Regions from separate parts of the Triticum aestivum genome. Here region 2 is linked to region 1. A link is a contact called in public Hi-C data. All regions are on one chromosome and are shown on one strand. The core of a region is the stretch at or near the end of the contact, and the rest is flanking DNA. Distances in the headings are between cores, read along the strand shown. Region 1 has its middle 54 kb from the start of LOC123069297. Region 2 holds the start of LOC123069297 (G-type lectin S-receptor-like serine/threonine-protein kinase At2g19130).

Region 1 (4,019 bases), core at 726-3,225:
TATAATGCGTGTGCTTAGAGCAACTCCAATGGGTGGAGCCAATTTGTCCGTCGTGTCCGTTTGAATCAAAACGAACAAAAACGTTGGCGCAACGCAGAGACTCATTCCTATTTTGTGTCCGCTTTGTGTCCGCTCGAACCTATTTCGGGCCCATATTTGGGTCACATTTGGGTCGATGGAGGACACAATGCGAACGTTCTCTGCGCCCGCTTCATCCGCCTATGTCCGGGCCTCGCCCTTCTGTCACCCACCCACCTCTCTCTCTTAATTTATTTGCTAGCCCACCATCTCTCTTGAACTATGCCTGCGCCTAGCCGCTGCCCGACGCCGCCGGGCCGCTCCTCGCCGCCGCACACACCCCCCCCCCCCCGGCTGCCGCCGTCCACCCTAGTCGCACGCTCGACTGCGGGCTAGATCCGCGCGGAGGTGAGCGGCGGCCGAGCAGCACCTCGGTCATGGCGGCCGCGTCCGCCGCCGGCCCCACCACCACCCAGACGATAGGCGGACGGACCTGCGCGGGAGATCCACTGTGGCGGCGCTCGTCCCCGCAGACGTAGGCGTGAGTCAGGGTGGACGACACGAGCGGTCTTTCGGACCGGCTCGTGGCCCGCTCGGTCCTGGCCGGCTCGGGCCTAGCCCGCTCGAAAAATCGGCCGGTCCGAGCTCACTATTCCGGCCCGACAAATCTTCGGTCCGGTCCGGGCTTTAACCGAGCCGACCGAGCGGACCGAAGAACGTGACGGGAGCGTGGCGGGGGCATGGCGAGAGCGTGGTGGAGCATGGCGGGGGCGTGCCGGGGGCGTGGCCAGGGCATGCCAGAGGCGTGGCGGGGGCATGGCCAGGGCGTGGCGAGGGCGTGGCCGCGCAGGCATGGCGGGGGCTGAAGAAACCGTCGCCGTTTATGTCCGCCGCCGCGGGGGGCCGTCATCTGCGCGGCCAATGGACTCGCTGGCCCTGGAAACTATGTCCATTAGATGCGCCTCACTCGGATCTATCGTATGCACCAACGAACACGACGTGGGAGATCATACATCGCCGCGTCGGGCACCGTCTTTTTCATCTCCGTTCATCGGCCGTCGTGCCAAGTTCGTCGCCGATGAGCTCGTGATTTTTTTGGCTCCTCTAGCTCCCTCTCGATCTTCCAAAGCTTCCTGACATCTCCGTGACGAGCTCTGCTGCCTCCAGTGCCCTCCCCGCGTCGCCATGCTCCGACACGTGCTCTGAGGTGAACTCCGGCCGGTCCAAACGAGCCGCTCGGTCCGGCTCGGGCTTCGTCCCTGCCGGTCCGGTCCCTGGAAACAGGACCGCGACGCTGCTCGGTCCGGTCCGGTCCGGACCGCCGACGGCCGGTCCAAAGGACGGCTCGGTCAGGGACCGGACCGGCCCGGACCGTGTCCACCCTTAGGCGTGAGGTGCCCTTTGTCTCGGCCGGTGAAGCCCCGGCAGCTTCAATTGTTTTTGTTTTTTCAAAAGAAATGCTATGTCCGCTCGACTTGGATAAGCCTATGTCGGGAGAACATGCCGACCCAAAACAAAAGGCGGACAAAAGTATCCCTATGCCACCCTAAACAGACGAAAAATAGACAAATTTCATATTCGTTTGGGTAGTGCATTGGAGTTGCTCTAGTGTGCAATGTGTTCCCGTCCCCGTCGGACCTCCGCTCGCGTGTTCCGCGCGTGGCCGCCCCTCCGCGGCTCACACGCACCGGGCCGATGCGGAGAAGGCCCTCGCTCTCCCGGAGCGTGCGTACTATCCTTGTATTCTTCTTCTCCAACGACGGATTGGCGCAATCTTTTGGCCGGGGTACGATGAATTATTGAGGCGCAGCTCGTGCTGGCGTCCAAAGCTACTGGCGTCGCATTCACGGGCTTGCAATGACAGGTCCAAACCCCGCTTGTCTTGTCGCGCATCCTGGCCTGGACGTGACCCCGGCGACAATCCACCGTTCGTCATCATCTGATCCCCTTTTCCGTGTCATGAGGGGCCCGATTGTCCTATCCCTTCGCCGGTCCCTACTACCTAGTACAACACAAGGATTACACCAGAGTAGATGTGATGATCATGCGACTGAAAATTACAGCGCGTGCATCATAGCCTCGCCGTTAAAATGATGGGACGGGTAGCTACTCTGCTTCGCCACCCTCTGTTTTTTTTTTCGGTGGTTCAGCTTCTGAAGCCAGACCTTCAGAAATGAAATGGTTGGTCAACAACTTGCGTTGCAGAACAGCGCGGTTAACCACCCGTGTGAGATTGTGCATCTGCCAGGGTCGTTGAACTCGCATGATTGCCATGCAGACTAAATAAAAGAGTAGCCTCATGAGTCATGACGAAGAAGTTGGCGAGGGCTCCATGCTGATGGAGATTAGAGAAGCAGTGCCTGGACTCGAACCGAAACCGGCGAAGGCATTATTCTACAAGAAAGAAACCTAGGCCGGCAAGCCGAAACAAAAAGCGAGGGATGATGATGGTGGGCTGGCGGCCCGTCCTGATGTGATCGGCGATTGTATGGTGGGGATTTCAAAATCGGATGCGCGGCAACGTCATGCCTCGCGCCTTTCGGGCACGCGGCCACAGAGCAGAGAGCTCCGTGAAATTCAGCAAAAAAAACTGCGACACTCCGGCAAATCAAAGAAATTTGGCAAAATTTCTGCGGCACTCGGGCAAATCAAAGAGGTCGTGTAGCACAATAATACTGTATGACCACCGGTAGCAAAAGAGCCGATCCAATAGTAATAAAATGATGGTTTGATGTACGTGTGTGCCTACGGATCATGGTGTGCTGTGCTGAGTGGTCCATTCCATGTCGAGTCCTACCAAAAAGACGCAGGAGACCAACCCCTCTAGAAAGCATGCCTAGATTTGAGTTGCTCTGAGACAAGTCTCTCTCGCCAAGATGATAAGGTTTGAGTAGGGAGAGCTAGGCGTACGTACAGATACCAGGTGTACTCTGTACAGTACTCTACGGATTAAGAGCGGTGGTAGCTCGCAGCGGCCAATTGATGGTACTGTATGTATGGTCCTACATTAGATTGTGTACGTGGGATGCGGATAGTGTATCAGACAAAAACACACCGTCTTCAGCAATCGAGCCATATTTATAGCCACACGGCACAGACTTAACGCACCCCAAGTCATCTTCTGAATTTCTGACTGCGCCACGTGTTTTCTTCTACGTTAGGACACAGTGCCAACATTTTCTCTCAAGAAGACTGTGTCAACGATTTAACGCACCCCAAGTCATCTTCTGAATCTGATTATTTATTTTTGTTATTTTTTCTTATGGCTTGTCACTTTGTCTTTTGTAAAGAACATTTTTTTAAACAAGGCAAAAGAAACAGCTTTCATTAATCAAGAACAAAAGAGTTGCCTATTTGATTTAAGAAAAAGGGACAAAAACCATTACAACCCGCTGATCAACCTTTGCGCAGAAAACACTGTCGATGTTACACATTGGTGGCATCATCGTCAATTCTTCCCGAGCAGACATTTCACTTTGTATGCGCCAACATGATGCTCACATCCATCAAAAAATTGCTTAATATAAGTTAAAAAAATAAGACGAGATGAGATAACCAGAAGATGATAAGAAGTAAAAATAACATGACATTTGTGCATAAAAAAAATGAGGCAATCTATGTCCAAACTGTGAGCGCAGTCAAATTCCGACCACGTGTTGTATTTCATTTAGGGAAAATCTCCTGACTATTCAGTTTACTTTTTTGATTTATTTATTTTGAGAAAATTCAGTACATGTATTTTAAAAAATTGAGCCCAAATTTCAGAGTTTGATAGCTTTGGGGATTTGAAAACTTCCCAAAATTTTAACTTTCAAAATATTGAGCTCTTGAAAATTTCAAAACATTTGAAAAGTCTGAGTTTGAACTTCAAAAATAATTCTAACACTTCTCAACTTTTGAACTTGAAGCAAAAACAAGAATTTCCGCAAGTAAAAAATCAGCCACATGCATGGGCCCCACTAGATGACAGAAGGTGAGATGGGCTAGGAAGTCACCCGGGT
Region 2 (4,328 bases), core at 1,181-3,680, 54 kb before region 1:
GTTGCGTGGTGTTCTTGCTGAGCACGGGACTCTCTCTCAATTCTCTTGTCCTGGTGCTCATGCTCAGAATGGTGTGGCTGAGCGAAAGCATCGACATCTTCTTGAGACGGCTCGTGCATTGATGATTGCTGCCTCTCTCCCACCTCATTTTTGGGCTGAGGCCGTCTCCACATCCACCTATCTTATCAATATACAGCCTTCCGCTGCTCTACAGGGTGGTGTTCCTTTCGAGCGACTTTTTGATCGTTCTCCCGATTATTCGATGCTTCGCTTGTTTGGTTGTGTTTGCTATGTTCTTCTTGCCCCTCGCGAACGCACCAAACTGACTGCTCAGTCTGTTGAGTGCGTTTTCTTAGGCTACAGTGATGAGCATAAGGGCTATCGTTGTTGGGATCCTATTGGTCGTCGGATGCGTATCTCTCGAGATGTGACTTTTGACGAGTCTCGTCCTTTCTACCCACGCCCATCTTCCTCGACTTTTTCAGTGCAGGATATCTCTTTCCTCACTTTTCCTGACTCACCTATCACCCTCGCCGACACTGTACCTCTCCGTTCCACTTCCTCTCCTTCTCCACATCTCGTTGACTTGCAGTCACCTTCCTCCCCGGTCTCCTCGTCTAGCTTGTCACCGGGTTCTCCACCTTCATCTCCGGTGACTTCCTCTCCCAGTTTGTCACCGGATTCTACACCTTCATCTCCGGTGACTTCTTCGTCGTCACCCCCTGATTCTACCTTGCCGATTCCTCCTTCTATTATTCCATCTCTTCCTCAACATTACACTCGTCGTCCACGACCAGTTGATGCCTCTGTGGATGGGTCGTCATCTTTCTCTCAGCCAACTTATGGTTTGCGTTCTCGTCCTCGTCCGCCTGTTGATCGCTTTGGATTTCCCACTGCTGGTGCTGCTGTTCTTGAGCCGACTTCTTACCGTCAGGCTGTTGTTCATCCTGAATGGCAGTTTGCGATGGCAGAGGAGATTGCTGCTCTTGAACGCACTGGTACTTGGGATCTTGTTTCTCTTCCTCCCGGAGTCCGTCCGATCACTTGTAAGTGGGTCTACAAGGTTAAGACTCGCTCCGATGGTTCTTTTGAGCGTCACAAAGCTCGTCTTGTGGCTCGTGGTTTTCAGCAGGAGCATGGTCGTGATTATGACGAGACTTTTGCTCCTGTGGCTCATATGACCACTGTTCGTACCCTTCTTGCCGTTGCCTCTGCACGCCACTGGTCTATATCTCAGCTTGATGTTAAGAATGCCTTTCTTAATGGTGAGCTGCGTGAGGAGGTGTACATGCAGCCACCACCTGGGTATTCTGTTCCTGATGGCATGGTATGTCGTCTTCGTCGCTCTCTCTATGGTCTTAAGCAAGCCCCCCGCGCCTGGTTTGAGCGCTTTGCCTCTGTGATCACTGCTGCTGGTTTTTTAGCAAGTGCTCATGATCCCGCATTGTTTATTCACCTTTCTCCTCGTGGTCGGACTCTTCTTCTTCTTTATGTTGATGACATGATCATCACGGGGGATGATCCCGAGTATATTGCCTTTGTAAAGGCCCGTCTTAGTGAGCGGTTTCTTATGTCTGATCTTGGACCTCTTCGCTACTTTCTTGGGATTGAAGTCTCTTCTACCTCTGATGGCTTTTTTATATCCCAGGAAAAGTATATCCAGGATCTTCTTGCTCGTGCTGCTCTTACTGACGAGCGCGTTGTTGAGACTCCTATGGAGCTTAATGTTCACCTCCGTGTTACTGATGGTGATCCTCTCCCTGATCCGACGCGTTATCGTCATCTTGTTGGCAGTCTTGTCTATCTAGCTGTCACTCGTCCGGACATCTCTTATCCGGTTCATATTCTGAGTCAGTTTGTCTCTGCCCCCACCTCGGTTCACTATAGTCATCTCCTTCGTGTTCTTCGATATCTTCGAGGCACGATCTCTCACCGTCTATTCTTTCCTCGCTCCAGTTCTTTACAGCTCCAGGCCTATTCGGATGCTACGTGGGCTAGTGATCCTTCCGATCGCCGTTCACTTTCTGCTTACTGTGTTTTTCTTGGTGGTTCTCTCATTGCCTGGAAGACGAAGAAACAGCTTGCAGTTTCCCGTTCGAGTGCCGAGGCTGAGTTGCGAGCAATGGCTCTTTTGACGGCAGAGGTGACTTGGTTACGGTGGTTACTTCAGGATTTTGGTGTTTCTGTCACTACACCGACTCTGCTTCTATCTGACAGTACAGGTGCTATCAGCATTGCACGCGATCCTGTGAAGCATGAGCTCACCAAGCATATTGGTGTTGATGCTTTCTATGTGCGCGCTGCTGTGCAGGATGAGGTTATTGCTCTTCAGTATGTGCCTTCCGAGTTACAGTTGGCGGATTTCCTGACAAAGGCTCAGACTAGAGCACAACATGGCTTTTATCTCTCCAAACTCAGTGTTGTTCATCCACCATGAGTTTGAGGGGGGGTGTTAGAGTTATAATATAAGTCATGTACCCCTTTATATTTATCTCGTTGTATGAGGGGTTTCCTGCATATGTTCCACACCTGTACATGTATATATATATCGGCCTATGGCCTCATGGGAATACAAGTTGCATATTCCTAACAGTGCAGTCATAAAATGTGGTGGAGAAAAAAAACAATGTAAACCGTTCTGGATTCCTATGTTAGGCTGCGCAGTCTGAAAAAAAGCATTATAAAATCAATTTTGGAACAATCCAATTTGTTTGCAATTGCAATTTGGTTCTGTTTCTGAAACTTAAGTGCAACTGTAACTCTTCATAATGAGTTTGTCAATTTACAGTAAGAAACGTATTCAGTTTGTCAGTGTTAGTGATGCTGGTCTATAGCTGAAGTACTCCTTTGTACAGGTCGTATAATGTTGCTAGTATATCTACTAGATCATCACATTCGCAGGGATGCTTGCTTTTTCATGCAATATTACGGGTCTCTAAATTAATTCTAACTTTGTCACTGGTCTTGTCCTTGCACGAAAGAAGATTGTGTTCGACCAGGACAGAGATGGCGATCGAATGAACAATACCATGTTTATGCCCTGAGGAAACAATGCCTACTTCTCTCTGAGGCTCTGAATTTCTGCCCATCAACTACATAACTTATGTAGGAAAACAAAAAAGAATGGAAAAAGAAAAAAGAGCACTTGATGAGTGGACCATCTATGGAGCAGACTGGGGGTCTGGAGCAAGGCACATATCTGAAAGCCTTGTTGAGTGGAATGTTTGGCAAAAACCATTAGTGAAAGCACATCGTTACCATTTGTCATCATTGATTAGTCAAAATAGGTTGCTTGACCCTGCTTGGACTTGTCTGCCTAGACAGATAACTGTCCTAATCAACTAACAGGTTGCTCTCGCGTGTCTAAACAAAACCAACCACCACTACTGGAGAACTGCAGGAACAGCGAGTATAGCATGGAGATGAGAGCAACGTGAAGCTTCTTTGCTTGAGGTGTGTATTATAATATCTGCCCTTGTTTCAGTTTTCCATCATAACCCTGTATATATTGATCATTTCTTTGCTTTTGTCTTCTTCTGGCTTCACAGATAGATTGTGCTTACACGTGAAGAAAATGAACTGCAAGTCTTCTATCTCTCTCCTATTTGCTGCACTGATCCCCTACATGTTCCTAGTATTTGATGCAAGTCAAGCTGCAGTTCCAACGGATACCCTTCTTCCTGGCCAATCTATCTCGGGCAGCGAAATCTTGGTCTCCGAAAATGGTGTATTTGAGTTGGGGTTCTTCTCCCCATCCCCAGGTGCCATGAAGCACTACTTGGGCATACAGTACAAGAACCTGATAGGCAGCCACGAGCTATGTTCTGGCTGGGGAACAGAATCCCTATCACCAGCTTCCTCAGCACAACGTTGTACCTTGCCGCAGGTGAATTATATATTGAGGAGCTTGGTTCTGTTCTCTGGACCTCGGGTTCAGCAACAAATGGATCAACCAGATCTGTGGCGGTTCTCCTTAACACCGGGAATTTTGTTGTGAGAGATCAGATCAACCACTCTAAGGTCGTATGGCAGAGCTTTGATCATCCAGCTGATGCTCTGCTACCTGGAGCATGGCTAGGATTGGACGTGGCCACCGGAGCACACATCTCGCTTACTTTATCCAAGCCTCCTTACCATTGCACCCTCGTGATTGACCAGAGTAGGAAGATGGGATTTGTCATGTCCATTGATGGGCATGACCATCTTGGTACCTTTCCGGACGGGATGGTAACATACGAAGAAGGCAGTTTGGTCCGGCTAAATTATCCAGAGAACCCAAATGATATCCAATTCATGAGGCTGCATATGGGGCAAGTCAGTCTGCTGAG

Evidence for each region. A called contact is a pair of places that touch in the nucleus more often than the background predicts.
Region 2: a Hi-C map of leaf shows a contact between it and region 1, with 4 times the contacts expected there. The contact joins the promoter of LOC123069297 here to the enhancer-like site in region 1. A contact is called at or near these places in 2 of 5 Hi-C or Micro-C datasets (both in leaf).

Annotation. Positions count from the first base shown.
Region 1 is chr3B:188,722,992-188,727,010 of IWGSC CS RefSeq v2.1, reverse strand. No RefSeq gene overlaps it. Among protein-coding and RNA genes, the nearest start is that of LOC123069297, 54 kb to the left of the region's middle. Within about 2 kb of position 1,975, at least 5 of the 8 cell types and tissues checked have an H3K27ac peak or open chromatin away from gene starts, as enhancers often do. A contact at or near this core is called in leaf, where this site is marked.
Region 2 is chr3B:188,777,475-188,781,802 of IWGSC CS RefSeq v2.1, reverse strand. LOC123069297 (G-type lectin S-receptor-like serine/threonine-protein kinase At2g19130) reads left to right here and starts at 2,430. Exons shown (of 2, transcript XM_044492114.1): 1 at 2,430-3,453; 2 at 3,549-4,328. The coding sequence starts at 3,820.